Linked DNA regions of Arachis hypogaea: region 1 is linked to region 2. A link is a contact called in public Hi-C data. All regions are on one chromosome and are shown on one strand. The core of a region is the stretch at or near the end of the contact, and the rest is flanking DNA. Distances in the headings are between cores, read along the strand shown.

Region 1 (4,569 bases), core at 1,270-3,769, 97 kb before region 2:
ACATGAGAATTTGCAGACCTTCATGTGAATTATGAAATTCAACTGGAACAAACGAACACTTGCATCCTCAAGATGTTATTTGAACATGAACTTTAAAAACTTCTTGACATTTTATGTTGACATTGTCAATGGGAGTATCCTCTTATTTATTTATTTCCCTTCATTTTTTAATGATGCAGAGTTGTGGTTAAGCTTTTGGTCTGAGGTTCATTACAACTCACTCTATTCAATTCAAGGTTTTCTCCCTTACAATCTTGTCCTTCTTCGGATATGTAGTTTAAATTCTGTTGGGTATTGAATAAAATAAATGTATTGCTGATTTCTTTCCGTATCTTTTTCGCAGCTGCACCACCGCCTCAACCACCAAGGAGGAAACATTGGTTGTTCTAGGAGAGGTAGATGATGAACATTTTATAGGTAAGGGAAATAAGGGAAATAAGTAGTAAACATATCACCTTTCAATTTTTGAAAAAGGGAGATATCAATATAATTTTCTGTTTTGGAAATTAACTAGTTTCTTTGGGTTTATACTGGCTCCAACTTGGTTTTGATCTTCAACTATGAAATCGATTACGAAAAACATCTCATAACTGCGTCTATATACTGTTTTGCAGTCAATATATCATTCCTACCGGCTCCCACCATGCTTGAAGACTTCAATCTGCCATCAATTTACATTGACTTTAGTTTACCAGATCCATGCTTGGAAGCTGACGCGTTGGAAGACTAAGACATCCTTGGATACACTACAAGATAACTATGTAAATTTTTTTCAATTAACGAAATTAACTTGCTACAATTGAAACTGAAGACGAACGAACGAAGACAGAGTAGAGTAATGGGAGAAGTGTCTTTTTCTCCCTTCACCATTTTTTCCCTCATTTATATTTTACATTCATCACCCCTTTGGAGGTTGTTACTGAGAGCGTTTTAGCTTTAATGTATATTGTTTTCTAATTCCTTTTTGTAAATTAAACTATATCTTGATTTGTTATGCTAGATACAGTACTACCGAAATGATAGCAGTTAAGTAGTCTTCTTTTCCCCCCAAAGTATGTAGAAATTACTGCTTGATCATAAGATTAGTTCATGTTGATAAATAAATGTTCATACAGTTGTGTGTTGTCATTACCATTTCAAGAGAACAATTTATGTTTCAGGAATTATATATCTACTTTAATTGCATGTAGGGTCACATGATTTATAGGAAGCATTTTTATATGGAATGCAAATAAATATGCAATAAGTTTATACAACTTATACGAACAATATAAAAAGAAATGAATCTTCAAATTTATTCCTAACCCACCAACGATTTTTTGCCAAGATCCCTCTTTCTATTGGCCTTAATTTGTTGTTGTTGTTCAAGCAAATTCCAAAGTAGCTATTGGTACTAAATAAAAAAAGAGTAAACTTTTAAAAATGCACCCAAATTATATTGCAGAAAAAATGCTTTCAAATTTTATTACCAATAAAAATATCTTTAAATCATTTTAAAATATGACAAATTACACATTCGTGAATTGAGATGTTCTACATTAATGAAAGAGTGATTTGATTTGACAATAATTTTCTATTAATGGAGTAAATCTTTGATTATGGTCAAACATTTTTAGCATATTTTTAAATTATTTAAAAATATTTTTATCGATAACAAAATTTGAAAATATTTTTATTAACACCAAAATAATTTGAATGTATTTTTTATAGTTTACCCTTAAAAAAACTATGTGAATAATTCATCGAGTTAAGCTTTAAATGGTCCGGAATTTTTACCATATCATTGAATTGGGCAAAAAGTTTCCAATTGCCTAGATTCTTAATTTTCACTGCGTTACCTAGGTTAGTTTATCGAATGTCTTCCATTAACAACATATTAACATAACATATTGATGTAAACAGTTATGCCACATGTTAGGAAAAAAAAAAACATATTCAACTACTTTAGGAACTTTCATTTTGCTTACGGTTAAATTTCCATTTTACACCATTTTATTTATTTATTAACTTTATTATCCAATCATATATAAGTACACTTGAGTAAGACCTTTAAAATAGACTAAATACGTCGGATCAATCTGTTTACCCGACTTAAAACAAATGAATTTTTGTCTATAGAATTAAACCTGTAAAACGAGAAATTAAACGGGCTCAATTTAATTAACCCGAAAAAAGCAGGATGAACAAGCATTTTGGGACTCAACGGATAATCCGTTTATTTTTTTAGAAAATTGTATCTTCAAAAGTTAGTTCAATCCAATTCTAACTTAAGATCTAATGCAACCGAAAAGATAAAAAAAAGCCTTAATCAATAGTCCAATATCGATAGTTTTTTGTGACTAGTCCAATATTGATTTAAACAAAGTTGGTGTTTATGCGTTTTTTTTTTATCACAATAGAATTTTTTCCTCATAATATTTTGTACAACTCATTTCTTATTATGCTGGGACTGAACAGGTGGTCTTTAAATTATAGGCACAAAACTAATTGGTACAGGATAGACTTGGCTCGTTTAACCTGTAAACTTAAACGAGTCGGGCTAGCCCAATTGAGAGCCACACGAGTAGGAGAATGATAAGAGTTTAGAGTGGTAGGTAATAATATCGTTGGGTTAAATGTTTTTATAAACCCATTTATAATGGAACTTGTCAAAAAGTTTTTGGCCAGAACTCGTCAATTCAATAAAACTATTGACGAAAGCAACAAAAATAATAAAATGAATAACTGAGAAAAAAAAAAAAACCAAAATGATCTCGAATGGGGCTCTACTTACAGTTATAAGATAATTGAACTGATAATTGACCCAGTCATTTAACCGGTGAATTATTAATTTATTTAGTTAATTTAATTATAATTAAATAAAAATATAAAATTATAAAAATAAAATTAAAATCAAATATATGTCTTCATAAATTTATTAATAACAATCAAGTATCGAGTATTAGACATAACTAATAATATACAAAAAGATAATAAATTAGTCACTAATATAAAATATTTTCTGAAAGTCGACATCTATATGTATAAGATAAATTTAGAACTTAATCAACATTTTCCTCATGATTAACAAACTAACTAAAAACGAAATTCAAATCTATTCTTACAGTAACAAATTCAACTCATTGATAATTTTTTACAATAAAAGAATTTAACAAAGTGATTATTTTAGCAAGATAATAACGATTCAAGGTTCACTGATAATAATCAATAACAAATTCAACTTAGTGATGATTTTTAACGACAAAAAATTTAATTTAAGTGATTATTTTAGTAAGACAGCAACAAATTCAAAGTTCAACGATGATAATTAGTAACAAATTTTAGCAATACATTTAACATTTAGCAACAAAATTAAAGTGCAATGATGAATTACAGCAACCAAATTAAAACAGAAAGAACAGAAAAATTTGTTGGAACACACCAAACCGGATACCAGCTTCTGGTTGTGCAAAGGAAGCTCACGGCGAGGCTCGAAATAGGAAGATGACAACGGCGACCAGCACCGGGACCTGCTACTTCTACTGCCAGCGGCGACGAGCGCAGGGAAGGTGCGCATCTAAGTGCGAGACAAAGAGCGATGACAATGATCAGCCCCGAAACCTACTACTTCTGCCCCCCGTGATGATGATTGCAGAGAAGGTGCGCGATTTGGTGCGAGACGGTGATGATACAGAGAGCGACAATGACGACCAGGTGCGAGATTGGGATAGTGAAAGAGATCGGAGACTAGAGAGCTTAAGCGCGAGAGCCACAGTAAAATATATAACACTGTGACAGAGCTTGAGCTTGAAAGAGAGAGTGACGAGAAAGAGACGAGAGAGAAGAGAGACACTAAGCGCTCAACATCAAATTAGGACACTAAGAGGGGTTTACCTGGAAAGGACGCCGTTTTCGATTTTTATTTTTAAATTAAAAAATTTAAACATGACTTGATTCGGGTTATATAAACTCTCTGGGTCACCAATTTCACTGAGCACTGACCGAATCGACCCGATTTTTGGTGGGTATGATGTTTGGACGGTCCAACGAATGATTTGATTCGGCTAGAAAACCGAGTGACCAGATTTTCAATTTAACTGACTAGATTGAGTTGGTTTTGATAACTATGGCAAAATAAATTGATTTTCCTTTATTTAGTCATTAAAAGAAATAAATGTCAAGACCAGAAAAAAAGAAATAAATTTACTTGCACAACCAACTAATTGAGCAAAAACAATAAGAGTGAATTACCGACTCAGTCCTTGTCCATTTTTTCGAATGACAATGCAACCCCTCACGAAAAAAATCCACTTTGGCCCTTGTCTGCTACTTCTGTGATACAACGCGATCCCTGTGGGGTTTTTTCATCAACTCCGAACGAAAAATGCTGACCTGTCATAATAACCATGTGTGCTGGCACCTCTCCTTGCTGAGATGGATGTTTGCTGCATACGTGTACACCTCAAAATGGTCAGGGGGTTAGTTATCCTCTTCCTCTCATACGTCTATGCCGAATAGTTCCTCGTAACCAACCTCCTCCTCAACGGCGAGAGCTTCCTTACCTCCTTCGTCGTCTCTGCCACACCCTGC
Region 2 (4,619 bases), core at 834-3,333:
GTTTAATAATTAAAATTCGCTAAAGAATAGAACTTTCTTTTTTTACTTTGAAATACATAAAATAGGTGATTTTATTTTATTTAAGAATTTCAATTCACTTGTCTTTATCTTTTTAAAGGTATAAAATGTCAAAAATATCTTTTTTTTTTATAAATAAGTCTCTAGCAAATTTTTTTTTATCAAAGATAGAGTTATTTACAAATCAAATAAGAATTTAACATATTTAACAGTAATTTCAATTCAAAAAATAGAATTCAATTTTACTTATATATATTAAAATCATTCCAAATCAAAAAATTAAATTTTAAATAAAAATAATTTTTTTCATAAAATGCTATCCTTATCTCATATTAAAAAAAAAAAATTCAAACACACTCTTTGAAAATACAAAATTATCAACACACCAAATTAAAGATATAATCTACAAAGAATTATCAACACACAAAATTACCAACACACAAAATTATCAAGTTGATAAGTTTGTATATTTAAAAATTTTGTGTGAAAACTTTTTTAATATGAGATAAGGATTGCATTCTATGAAGAAAAAAAATTTATTTTTATTTAGAATTTAGTTTCTTCTTTCTTGATTTGGAATGATTTTAATATATAAGTAGAATTGAATTCTATTTTTTGAATTGAAATTACTGTTAAATATATTAAATTCTCATTTAATTTGTAAATAATTCTATCTTTGATAAAACTATTTTTGCTAGACACTTATTTATAAAAAAAAGATATTTTTGATATTTTATACATTTAAAAAGATAAAGACAAGTTAATTAAAATTCTTAAATAAAATAAAATCATCTATTTTATGTATTTCAAAGTTAAAAAAAAACTCTATTATTTAGCGAATTTTAATTATTAAACAAATAAATTTTTTTATGTTTTTTAGTTGGGATAATGTTTTCTTTTTTTATTGGGAATCGTATGAAGTATTATTCACTATAGTCCATTATCAGCCCACAAACCAAAAATACTTAGCAAATTCATTAATTATAACTAAGAAAAGTGATGGAACGGAAAATAAACAACATTAACAAAAAGAAGAAGTATTACCAAGTGTCACACTCTCAAACTGCCACGCATTATCATCATCCCATGCTGATAATATGGATCAGCACCGTAGAATTTTCCTAAATAAATTTACATTTGATAGATTGGAATGGAAGAAACAACAGATTTTATAAACATAGTTCCCTGGCTCTATTAAGAAGTCTACCCTTTTAAAAAGCCAATCTTTTTTTAATTTTCTCAATGATTTCTTGGGCACATCTTTTACTGGTATAAACATGGTCTAGGTCAAATTCCAAGTATTTTCGAAGTTTTTGAATGAAACGGATGCTAGATGCTCCAATAAAGATGTCTCTCTAGGCAGAAGTACCAAAATTTTTTATGATTTACCTTTATTTCCGAAACCTTACAAAAAAGTATTCAATATACATTTATAACCATCTTAACCTAACCTTTTATTGCTTTATAAAATAAGAAGAGATCATCTACAAATATAAAGTGAGATACTATTGAACCCTCATAAAAAATGATCACCAGACTATTCCATTCCTCATCAAAAATTTTATGAGCAATCAAACAGGCCAATCTTTCCATACATAAATAAAATGATTCTTTGTTTATTAACTATATATTTTGGCCTATGTATATTAACTATAAATTTACCAAAATTCAAGAATTCAGTATTACATACATAAGCTAGTAATATATATATTCAATGCTAAATTCAACCATATTAAATAGTAGATAATTATGTAAAAAAAATAGTAGATAATAATACTAAATATATCAGCTCTATATTATTATTTATGAATTTATTTTTCACTTTTTTTACCATCATGTTACAAATTGTAAACTAATTTTAATGAAACTATCGATAGTAGAAGGAATAATACACTATTGTTTCTATTAATTAATAAAGAAAAAAGTGTTTTGAAAAATCTAAATAAAAGATTAACCTTGTTTGTTCAAACAAACAAATTGTGATCAACCCCACAGGAATAGTAGTAGAGGTTGTTTGCCATCCTTATACTTATTTTATTGCCTAAAATGTAAAATTCAAACATGGCGGAGCAATCTCTGACTCTTTAATCTCGGAGACCATGACCTTTTGGACTCTGGAATAAAAAGTGCATAGTAATAACAACAAAGAAAAAGTGATCAGGACGGGTCCAAAAAATTGTGCAGTGTGGACCGTATCACCAAATAATGCATTGTTACAACTTACTTACTTACACATACACAAATTACATTTCTCTCAGAGTCGGTGATATAGATTTTCTCAAAGTAATAGGTCACTGTTTTAATTAACCAGTATTAAAGTGACTGTACTGAATATAATATATAAAAATTATAGGCTATTAGAGAAAGAGAAAGAAAATGCCAGCTGCAAATAATGTTCTCAAATTAGAAAACATCTAATTAATACAGTATTATGCTGTTTGATTCATACTATTTTGGTTTTTTCCTGTTAAATAATAGAGATTGGGACTGGAACTCAAATATTTAGTTACAAAATGAAACAAATGTTTTACTCTAACTTCAAGGTTCGAGTAATAGACTCTCGGTAATAAACAAACGTTAATAAAAAAAAATGGTGTTTACTAATAGTTTTGTATATTTTTGGAAAAGTTTAGGGACAATAAATTTATTAAAATTTGGCCAACACTTAGTTAGCAAAATAAAAATGAGTGATTCTCTATCATTAGATGAAATCTTACACCATTAAATGCACTATTGATGGCTAATTGATGGCTACAACTCACCAAATCTGCTGACCCCTAGCACTCCTCTTATTTTCTAAAATAATGATTTTTTTTTCTACACTAACAGTCATGAAAATGAATATTAGTTTTCGTTGTAGTGAACATATTGCCATTTGCATCATATTGCCAAGAATTGTGGTTATTCTGATTCCACTAGGTTGAAATCCAAAACTCAATCTTAGCGAGGACTAAGTAGGTGCTGATTGAACATAATCTAAAGCGAGGACTTCTTGTGTTCCCAAACCAAAACTCATCCAAGATTACTGATAAAAGATCAGCATACTACTTTAACTAATTTCATTTCATGTTGGTAAAGACCATTTCTTTTTTGGAGTCAATGGTATGGGCCTAAATTCATAACTTCTTCTTTCAAATTTCATGAAGCCCAATATAGTCGATCTAATAAAGCTCCAATTCTATGTGAAATAACAAGTAACAGCCCATAAGCTAACTGAAAAGAGTGTTACATCGGCTCTGCAAACCATGAGACAAAGTGGTCTCTAAGATTGACGCTGTGTATTAAAATCATCTTTAAAATTTTAATTGTATTAATTGCGGTTTTTGAAATTAAAAAATTATACCATATTAATCATTGACCTGTTTTCCGTTAACGCCACGCTGACATGGCTTGATGACGTCGACCTTTGGTGACACGTATCACCTCATGATTTGATCACGTGTAATAATATGATGACGTGTTGGTCAGCAACATGTGGCATATTGACATGGGTGGTTATATCACGGTTATAATGCTATTTGCCACGTGTCTGATCATGTTACGTGTCACAATGTTATTTGTCCATATGTCATTCACTATGTCATCATTACATATGCACCAAATTGGTCTTTTTGTTTATGACTTAATTTAGTCTTTGAAATTGAATGTCATGCATCAAATTAATTCCTTCGTCAGTTTTTTCTCCTTTTTTTGTAAATTTAAAATTTTTAATATTTTTTATACACTAATTTTAATTATATTTCTTATTATACAATTTTTTATAATAAATTTTTTAATTAATAATTTTAACTTGTATTAATAGAGCACATGTTAACTAAATCCAAAACTTTATTATTGCTTCTTGTCAACGGATGGTAATAATAAATTTATATTAGTTAACAAGTGTTTTATCAAATATTCTTAAAATATTTATTAAAATGTTAAATATTAAAAAAATTATATAAAAAAATATTATTATACTCTTACTTACACTTTTTTCTAAACCAATATCAATATCTTATATAATTCTTTTAATAAAATATTATAAAAAAATTTGTATAATTAAAACTAAAATTTTAAAAATATTTTATATAAATATTTATATTTAAATAATATATAAAAAAATAAAATTAAAATAAATATATTTAAAAATATTAAAAATTTTAAATTTATAAAAAAATTAATAAAAAAATTAATTTAATACAAAATATTTAATTTCAGAAATTAAAATGAGTCATTTATAAAAAACCACTAAAGTCACGTCTGAGCCAAAACGACGCGAGGAGGAAGGACTGTTGTCTTTGTCAATTTTAGTAAAGTAGAGGACACAGTGAATTAAATAAAAATCTTCCTCGACGTTTGGATTACGAGTTAAATCTTTTTAATTATGAACCAAGTTTTGAATGTGCAATACTGCAATATTATTGTTGGATTATGTCAGGTATCATCACATTATTGATTATTCGCTAGTCAATTTATAGCTACCGATAACCATCTCTTAACTCTAAATAACTTCTAGAGTTGAAGGCAAGAATTTTTATTGCACAATAAGAGGCAATCAAAAGAGAAAATTGATGGTTCTATTTCTCGGTACAAGTTCTTGGCACAAAGCTGAAAAATGA

Evidence for each region. A called contact is a pair of places that touch in the nucleus more often than the background predicts.
Region 1: a Hi-C map of leaf shows a contact between it and region 2, with 4 times the contacts expected there. The contact joins two enhancer-like sites. A contact is called at or near these places in 2 of 8 Hi-C or Micro-C datasets (both in leaf).

The regions. Positions count from the first base shown.
Region 1 is chr6:97,357,656-97,362,224 of arahy.Tifrunner.gnm2.J5K5, reverse strand. LOC112697052 (OVARIAN TUMOR DOMAIN-containing deubiquitinating enzyme 12) reads left to right here. Exons shown (of 11, transcript XM_025750038.3): 9 at 180-236; 10 at 344-417; 11 at 615-1,134. The coding sequence ends at 390. Among protein-coding and RNA genes, the nearest start is that of LOC112697052, 6.7 kb to the left of the region's middle. Within about 2 kb of position 2,519, at least 3 of the 3 cell types and tissues checked have open chromatin away from gene starts, as enhancers often do.
Region 2 is chr6:97,259,920-97,264,538 of arahy.Tifrunner.gnm2.J5K5, reverse strand. It overlaps LOC112697048 (glyceraldehyde-3-phosphate dehydrogenase A, chloroplastic), which reads right to left. Exons shown (of 5, transcript XM_025750035.3): 5 at 4,496-4,619. Among protein-coding and RNA genes, the nearest start is that of LOC112697048, 5.2 kb to the right of the region's middle. Within about 2 kb of position 2,083, at least 2 of the 3 cell types and tissues checked have open chromatin away from gene starts, as enhancers often do.